Regions from separate parts of the Sus scrofa genome. Here region 2 is linked to region 1. A link is a contact called in public HiChIP or PLAC-seq data. All regions are on one chromosome and are shown on one strand. Each heading gives the region's core, a stretch centred on a gene start, on an enhancer-like site or on the middle of the called end of the contact. The rest is flanking DNA. Distances are from core to core; before and after follow the strand shown. Region 1 overlaps CHD2 (chromodomain-helicase-DNA-binding protein 2). Region 2 overlaps FAM174B (membrane protein FAM174B).

Region 1 (4,304 bases), core at 866-3,365:
TTGCTGTACAGCAGAAATTGACAGAACAGTGTAAATCAACTATAATAATAATAATAAAATGCCAGCTGTTCATACTAAGATTCAGCCGTTTTCTTGAAGAAATGTTCATAAGTTGGCTGCCTTTGGTTAATTTCCAGAGTTCCAACAAAGTTGATTTTGACAGTTTTTGCCAGTGTTCTTGTTGCTTTTATAGAAGAGCAGATTTTCAGAGGTCCTTACCCAACCATTCCAGTAGTGTTTCACTGTCTCAGTATTATTTTGAAATGAATTCCAAATGACATTTCAGATGTAAAATATTTCGGTATATAGCAAGAAGAAGATATGTGGAGTTGAGGAATAATCCTCAGGTTTGATTTCACGTTTAATACTTTCCTAATTCTTGTGTCCATGCTGTTCCTTTAATATTATTTCTTAGCTTTTGTTGTATTCATTCTCATTTTCTTTAATTGCTATGCCCTCTCTTTTTATTTCTTTCCCCCATTGTATCTCTCCTTTCACTGTCACCTAATGAGATTATTTTAGTAATTTGGCATGTTGCAGTGATGCCTTTGATATATTGTGATATCTTGCTTTTTAGTGAGAGTGTTGGTGGTTAGCTATAGGGAGGGGAGAGGATTACACATGGACTGGCATTTAGCATGGTTTAGGCTAGAGACTTGTGGAAGGATAGATTAGATTTTTGGTTGGAGAAAAGGTTGGGCAGGAGTCAGCAGAGTTGCCAAAATAGTTTTGCCTAATAAGTGTAAAATCATGTATTATTTTACTCTGCCTTATTCCAAAAAGTATTTGAGGCAGTTCTAACAATCTTAGAGTTGTATCATTGGCTAGAAAATAATGGAAAATATTGTAGTATGGAGATGAAAGTAATAGTAGTGGACTAAATAGCTTAGTTAACTTATACTGGATTTTATCACAAGAGTTGTGGTTTTTAAATCATTTATTACATATTGAACTCCAAAAACTTGTACCTTCTAAAAATAATAGTTTTTTCCATACTTTTTTTTTTTTTTTTTTGGCTGTGCCCATGGCATGCGGAAATTCCTAGGCCAGGGCTCAAACCCAAGCCACAGCAGTGACAACACTGAATCTTTAACTACTAGGCCACCAGGGACCTCACTAAAACAATGATATTTAAGTCGTCATTCTCAGTTATGTCCCAAAGCAGTTTCATGACCAGTCACTGAGAATAAAGTTGCTCTTTAGTTTGAATAGATTTTTAGCACTCATTATTTTAAGTTGGCCATTTTCAAAGGCATTCATGATTCATTTGTTTAAGGCAGTAGCAGGGATTGAGCCCTTTTGACCATTCATGTGTATTTCATCACAGAATATGTTTTCATTAACATAGCTAAAGTCTGTTTTTTAATGTGACTTATTGATCCTGTTCTTAGGTTCATCAAGGCATATAAGAAGTTTGGTCTCCCTCTTGAACGGTAAGCCCGGTAATGTAATAGCTCCTTATCCACCTCTTTTTCACTTATTATGTAGCAGTTTCTTTTTATGGTTCTGCTTTTCCTTTAAGGTGTGGCACTTTTTGACAGTCTGATTTTTAGACATTAACGTACTCACATGCTCCAGATGACTTGGAGATCAACAAGACATAATGTAGATGAAACTGTACTTTGCTTCTAGGAACATGACAGTGAATGAAAGTAGGCTAGAGAAAGGAAAGTGAGCACAAAGAAGCAAACTAGTGCAGGTAGCTTTCAGGCACTTTATCTGCTAGCATTATGGGACTGCCTTTTAGTAAAGTTAATAACACAAAACCTTTCTTTCTGTTTTTTAAAATGACTGTTTTGTGGACTATTCCAAATCGGATTCTTTAGGATGGAAAGTAAGTTAGTCCTTAGTCACCGTTGGAGGGTTCTTGTTGGAGCCTCGGAATGATCAATTAAGGAATGTAGAGAAAAGTGTCTTTGCTGGAGCAGGCTTATGTGAAACCAAGTGGCAGTTCATGTGACATCAGAAAAGTGGGCGCAGGGCCTTGACATGTCCCCGTGTTTGTCCTTCCTCAGGCTGGAGTGCATAGCACGTGACGCTGAGCTGGTAGATAAGTCTGTGGCAGATCTGAAGCGCCTGGGGGAGTTGATTCACAACAGCTGTGTGTCAGCAATGCAGGAATATGAAGAGCAGCTGAAAGAAAATGCCAGCGAGGGTGAGTCACCCAGTCTCTACTTCTTGATTCTCTAGGACCTGGCACTCGGGGGTTGGGATCTCTGCTGCTAGAGGGCTATTTTTTTTTTTTTTTAGAAGAGCACTTGTACTCCATTGATCTGTACTTATTTTGAGATGTATATTCTCACCTGACTTTATGTGAGCTCAGTTGTAAGATCCCAGAGATTTACTCATAAAATTGATTTGTAGAAGGTGCAAAGTGATGAACAAGAATGTTTTCTTTTAATGTCACTATAGGAAGTTTAAATTGGTTTGAATGATGTAAAGACCAGAATGGGTAAAGCTGAGTGGACACGTTTGTTTTTTGTAGGGAGGATATTACATACCACAAACATCAGTATTATCTTGGATATACATACCCGTATTGTTTTGCTGTGATAAAGGATTTAGAGAATTACAATAAGTAAAATAGTAGATAAGTATTGTGAACGTTTACTTTCTTGGCACTGGAATTTGTTGTAATTGGATTTGACCTACTGTAGTATGTTTTTGCTTATACCCCAGAAGGTGTTTTGCCTGTTCGCTAAAAGCAGGAGCTGACAAGAGAGAGCTGGAGTCCTTATTGTTAAAGGACATTGTTATAGTTGAACCTCAAACAGAGAGATGAGGGTGTTGTCATTCCAGTTCACTGGGCTGTGATTTATCTGTGCCATTGCCCCATTGTTTTGTCACTCTTTTTTTGGCCACACCCCCAGCATGTAGAAGTTCTGGGTCAGGGATTGAACCTGTGCCAGAGCAATGACCCAAGTGGCTATCGTGTTTTTTGTCACCCTTCATTGAGTTAGAGGTTACTAACAGGAGGCTCTGTCAGCTGTGGCTAAGTATTCAGGACATGGAGGCAGCCATTTCTTAGCTGTAAGGCCTGAGACAAGGGGTAGCCTCTCAAAGGTCTCATTCGCAAATGAAGTAATAGTATCTACCTCAAAGGGCTTGGGTGCTTATTTGAATAACTCCATACACATAAAGTGCTTGTCATCGATTCTGGTTTGCAGAGTTAGCTGTTTCATTAACCAAAGAAGTATCTGTGCTTTGAAATTTTCTTCTTAGGGTTATTACTAAAAAAAAATAGAATTTTACTTGAATATAGTAACCATTTTAAAAAATTTTTTTTCAATTTTTTTATTGCGGTAAAAAAAAAAAACACATAACATTAAATTTACCATCTTTACCATTAGATACATTTTTTTCATAAAAGAAACTTAAATAACTTGAGTGTTTGGATAATGATCCAAATATGTGGGTTTTTTTTTTTTTTTTTTTTTTTTGGCTTTTTGCTATTTCTTGGGCCGCTCCCGCGGCATATGGAGGTTCCCAGGCTAGGGGTCGAATCGGAGCTGTAGCCGCCAGCCTACGCCAGAGCCACAGCAACGCAGGATCTGAGCCGCGTCTGCAACCTACACCGCGTCTGCAACCTACACCACAGCTCACGGCAACGCCGGATCGTTAACCCACTGGGCAGGGACCGAACCCGCAACCTCATGGTTCCTAGTCGGATTCGTTAACCACTGCGCCACGACGGGAACTCCCAAATATGTGTTTTTATAGCACCAAAAGGATACATCCAAAAATGAACCTTAACTTTATCCCATTTGTTATTGTAATTACTTTGAATAAGTACTGTATTCACATGGCTCAGAAATGAAAAACAAGTACCCCTGTTTCTTATCTTTTTCTGGAGATATAAAAATATGTATGTTCAGAAAATGAACAGATAATATTTTCACATATTGGTGGTGTAGCGTGCACACTGCCCTGTTCCATTCGTAGTCCACCTCGCAGCGTATTTGGAGATGTTGCCTTACAACAGACTCCTCCCTCCCACATGCCTCTTTTCTGTGCATGTTCACATTCTGAATCTGGCGCATTGCTTCCTCCTGGCATTGCTTGACTAGTTCTCATACCCCTGTCTTTCCTATAAACTAGTATTCTGAGTCTGCGTTGACATTTCCAATTCAAATGTAAGATTATTGGTATCTCCTAAGCCGAAAAATTTTTGTTACTGAAAATGTTAACATACTCATGTATTTGTCTTAAACATTTTACGCGTTTCCAAGTGTTAAAAACCAACGTTACTCTTAACAGTAAGACTTCTCAATGCAAAGTTTAATTTCTTTGCAATTCTTTTTGTC
Region 2 (4,019 bases), core at 1,200-3,699, 170 kb before region 1:
GACAGAAAGCAGGGAACAGACTGCAGTAAATTAGGGTATATTTCACTGCTTTGGTAGTTTTCCAAGTGTGGTCTCTGGACTAGTCACATCAACTTCACCTGAGAGCTGGTTAGAAATGCAAATTCTCGGAGTTCCCTTGGGGCACAGAAGGTTAAAGATCCATCATAGTCACTGTAGTGGCTTGGATCGCTGCAGAGGCTGGGGTCACTGCTGTAGCACAGGTTTGATTCCTGGCCCAGGAATTTTCATATGCCATGGTGCAGCTGGAAAAAAATAAAATAAAGAAAAGAAAAAGAAAAAAAAAAAAAGAGGCAAATTCTCAGGCCCTCCTGAAACAGAAGCTGCGGGGGCAGGACCCTAGTGATTTACACTTTAACAAGCATAGGTGATTCAGAAGCAAGTTCAAGTTTAAAACCATTTCCCTATAACATAATTCACCACAGATGTCATTTAAACAACATATTTCTTACTCCTCCACACAACTTGATGGTAAAAATGAACACTCTGGGACTTTCGTGGTGGCTCAGCAGGTTAAATATCTGGCATTGTCACTGCTGTGATGTGGTTCAATCCCTGGCCTGGGAACTTTTGCATGCCGTGGGTGCCACACCAAAAAAATTAATTAATTTTAAAAAGTTAATACTTTGGCTCTTTTAATTTATTCAATAGAAAATTATCAAATTATCAGATTTACCCCTCCCCATTTATTTGCATAAACTTGTCAGGAACATAAAGCAAAGAACAACTGTTTCATACATTGTATGAATAAAACTTTGTTTCCAAAAAACACTGGAAGTGGCTGGTGATGAATGTAATTACTGTTTACCAGAGATCTCAAATGTGCTATATGAAGACTGTTAAAAAATTTACTCAAGTTCTCTTGTGGCTCAGCAGTTTAAGGATCTGGCATTGTCACTGCAGTAGCAGGTTGCTGCTGTGATGTGGGTTCAATTCTTGGCCCTGGAACTTCTGCATGCCTTAGGTGTAGCCAAAAAAAAAAAGGAATTACTTCATAAATGACCTAAAACCTTGCAGAGATTTGAAGACCAGCACTTCCTGGGCCAGAAAATCAAAAAGCCTAGGAAAAATATGCTGAGATCTGTGAGCCATCCAGCAATACTGCATATAGAATTGTCCTGGGGCCTTCAAATGAGAACATTCACCGGTCTTCGGTTGCGCATAACCAGTGAGCACTCGTCTGGGAATTCTCATGTGTTGATGAAATTCCAAGAGCCCCATAGTACATTCTCTAGCTACAAAATATATTTTCTTCCATTAAAGCGAGTTTTGTTCAGGCCCTCTGCAACCACTACAATGATTCTAGTTTTCTTATGGGTACATTCCATGTAACAAATGGCAGAAAACACAGAAGTAGTGGGGCTAGGCTCTCTAACCTGGTGCTGAATTACAAGTCTCCCCCTTAGCTCGTGACTCTGGGGAAGGCAGCTTACATGCCCTTTGCTCAGACATCAAGTAGGCAATGTTGAGAAGTGCCTGCTATAATACCGCACCAAGAATCTATTATTCATGTATTGATTCCCTTCTGGGCCAGGAGTACAACAGATGTCTATAAAGGGCAATCGACTGAGAATGGGCCCAGCGGTATCGTAACATCAGTCTCCACTAGGTGGCAATAACGGTGCTAGGTAATTGGTTATTAACGTTGATCTTCAGAACTCAGCACTGTTTCTTACTAGTGATTTATTCATTCATTCAACAAATATTTATTCGATGGCTGCTATGGGCCTGCCACCATAGTTAAGATACAAAGACCAGTGAAGAAAGACAGAGTCCCTATCTATGGACCTTAGGTCTAGGTAAGGAAATGGACAGAGAATCACAGCAATAAAATAGCACACCATAGTAAGTGCTGTGAGTGCACAAGGGGAGAACTGCCCATTGCGGGGGTGGGGGGGAAAGCATCCCTGATAAAGGGATGACGAAGAGATGGAGGTGTCCCAGGAAGGTGAGGGGTGGGAAGTCAATGCTCAGGCAGAAGGGAGGGCCTGTCAGTGGCTCCTGGAAAGTGGGACGACTGCAAGGCCACATGGCTGGAGCCCAAAGAGCAGGGGAGCAGGATGGGAGCTGCCCACCCTGGAGGGAGGAGCAAAAGGCAGGCAGCCTTGTAAGCCTAGTTCTTGGTGGGGCTTTGGATCTAGATCCACAGAGCAGCAGGAGCCCACTGATGGGTTTTTAAACCCAGGAGGGGAGAGGGCTGGGTAACTAGATTGGATTTGCATTTAACAAGGTCAGATTTGCATTTTAACAGGGTGACTGAGGTCTTCTCTGCTGGGGGTTCAGCTGAAGTGGGGGACTGAAGGGGGGCAGGTCCTCCCAGGTGCAGGAGACCAGTTAAAGAACTACCACTGGAGTCTAAGAGGAAGGATTTGTCTTGGGTCAGGATAGGGACCTGGAGACGGAAACGACTGAGAGATGGGGAAAGTACCAGAACTCAGTGGCTAGGGGGTGCGCAGGAAAGGGAGGTGCCAGAGATGGCTCCCCAGTGTCTGGCTCGGACAAGCCGACAGATAGAAAGAAAATCGAAGGGGGCAAGGGCTCTCAAATAGTGGCTGGGTAGCAGAGAAAGAAAGTCATGAGCACTTTTATTTATCATTTATTTATTTTTGTCTTTTAGGGCCACGCCCATGCTAGGGGTTCAATCGGAGCTACGGCTACTGGCCTACACCACAGCCACAACCACGCCAGATCCTAACCCACTGATCGAGGCCAGGGATCGAAACTGCAGCCTCATGGATACTAGTCAGTTTCATTTCCTCTGAGCCACGTGGGAACTCCACAAGTTCACTTTTAGACATGCTAACTTTGAGAGTTTTTTTGTTTTTTTTTTTTTGGTTTTTGTTTTTTGTGTTTTTTGTTTGTTTTTGTCCTTTTGCCTTTTCTAGGGCCGCTCCCTCGGCATATGGAGGTTCCCAGGCTAGGGGTCCAATCGGAGCTGTAGCCACCGGCCTATGCCAGAGCCACAGCAAGGCGGGATCGAGGCCACGTCTGCAACCTACACCACAGCTCATGGCAACACCGGATCCTTAACCCACTGAGCAAGGCCAGGGATTGAACCCGCAACCTCATAGTTCTTAGTCAGATTTGTTAATCACTGCACCACGACGGGAACTCCTGAGAGGGTTTTGAGATATCTAAGGGGAAATCCCAGAAGGCAAAGGAAGCTCTGAGTCCAGAGTTCAAAGCTAGAATCGAGTGAATCAGCTCGCTTGGGGTGAGACCGCCAGCACACAAAGACAAGAAAGAAGCATGGCTACCTGGATGAAGGCCAGCAGCCTGGGCACTGGAATCCCACAACTCACTACCGAAAGGAGTATATTGCTGAAGGCAACACTGGAAATCCAACAGAAGAGTTCCCATTGTGGCTCAGTGGTAATGAGCCTAACTAGTATCGATGAGGATGTGGGTTTTGACTTGTTCAGTGGGTTAAGGATCCAGCATTGCTGTGAGCTGTGGTGTAGGTCCCAGATGCAGCTTGGTATTGCTGTGGTTTTGGCCTGCAGCTGTATCTCTGATTTGACTTCTGAGCCCTAGCCAGGGAACTTCCATATGCCCCAGGTGCAGAAGAGGAGAAGGGAAGGGAGGAAAGGGAGAGAAAGGAAGGAAGGAAGGAAAGAAGGGAGGAAGGAAGGAAGGAAAGGAGAAATCTAACAGAGACTGATTGGAGAAAAGAAAAGAGAAGGGGTTTCAAGGGAGGGAAAGCATGAAAAGAGCAAAGATTGAGAGATAATAGGATTATAAGAAGCATGTGACTTAGGGCGTTCCCTTCATGGCTCAGTGGTTCACAACCCAACTAGTATCCTTGAGGACTCGGGTTCAGGTTGGATCCCTGGCCTCGCTCAGTGAGTTAAGGATCTGTCATTGCTGTGAGCTGTGGTGTAGGTCGCAGACGTGGCTCGGATCCAGCATTGCTGTGGCTGTGGCAAAGGCCGGCAGCTGCAGCTCCAATTTGACCCCTAGCCTGGAGATCTCCATATGCTGTGGGTGTGGCCCTAAAAAGA

Evidence for each region. HiChIP or PLAC-seq counts read pairs in DNA pulled down with a chosen protein or histone mark.
Region 2: a contact with region 1 is called in an H3K27ac HiChIP or PLAC-seq map of alveolar macrophages. The contact joins two enhancer-like sites. A contact is called at or near these places in 2 of 47 Hi-C or Micro-C datasets (epiblast stem cells and psoas muscle) and 2 of 2 datasets of contacts at active chromatin or transcription factors (alveolar macrophages and skeletal muscle).

Annotation. Positions count from the first base shown.
Region 1 is chr7:86,016,357-86,020,660 of Sscrofa11.1, reverse strand. It overlaps CHD2 (chromodomain-helicase-DNA-binding protein 2), which reads left to right. Exons shown (of 38, transcript XM_021099370.1): 26 at 1,392-1,433; 27 at 2,016-2,155. Among named protein-coding and RNA genes, the nearest start is that of CHD2, 89 kb to the left of the region's middle. Within about 2 kb of position 2,115, at least 27 of the 83 cell types and tissues checked have an H3K27ac peak or open chromatin away from gene starts, as enhancers often do. A contact at or near this core is called in alveolar macrophages, where this site is marked.
Region 2 is chr7:86,188,786-86,192,804 of Sscrofa11.1, reverse strand. The region is part of intron 1 of FAM174B (membrane protein FAM174B); the gene reads right to left. Among named protein-coding and RNA genes, the nearest start is that of FAM174B, 8.8 kb to the right of the region's middle. Within about 2 kb of position 2,449, at least 27 of the 83 cell types and tissues checked have an H3K27ac peak or open chromatin away from gene starts, as enhancers often do. A contact at or near this core is called in alveolar macrophages, where this site is marked.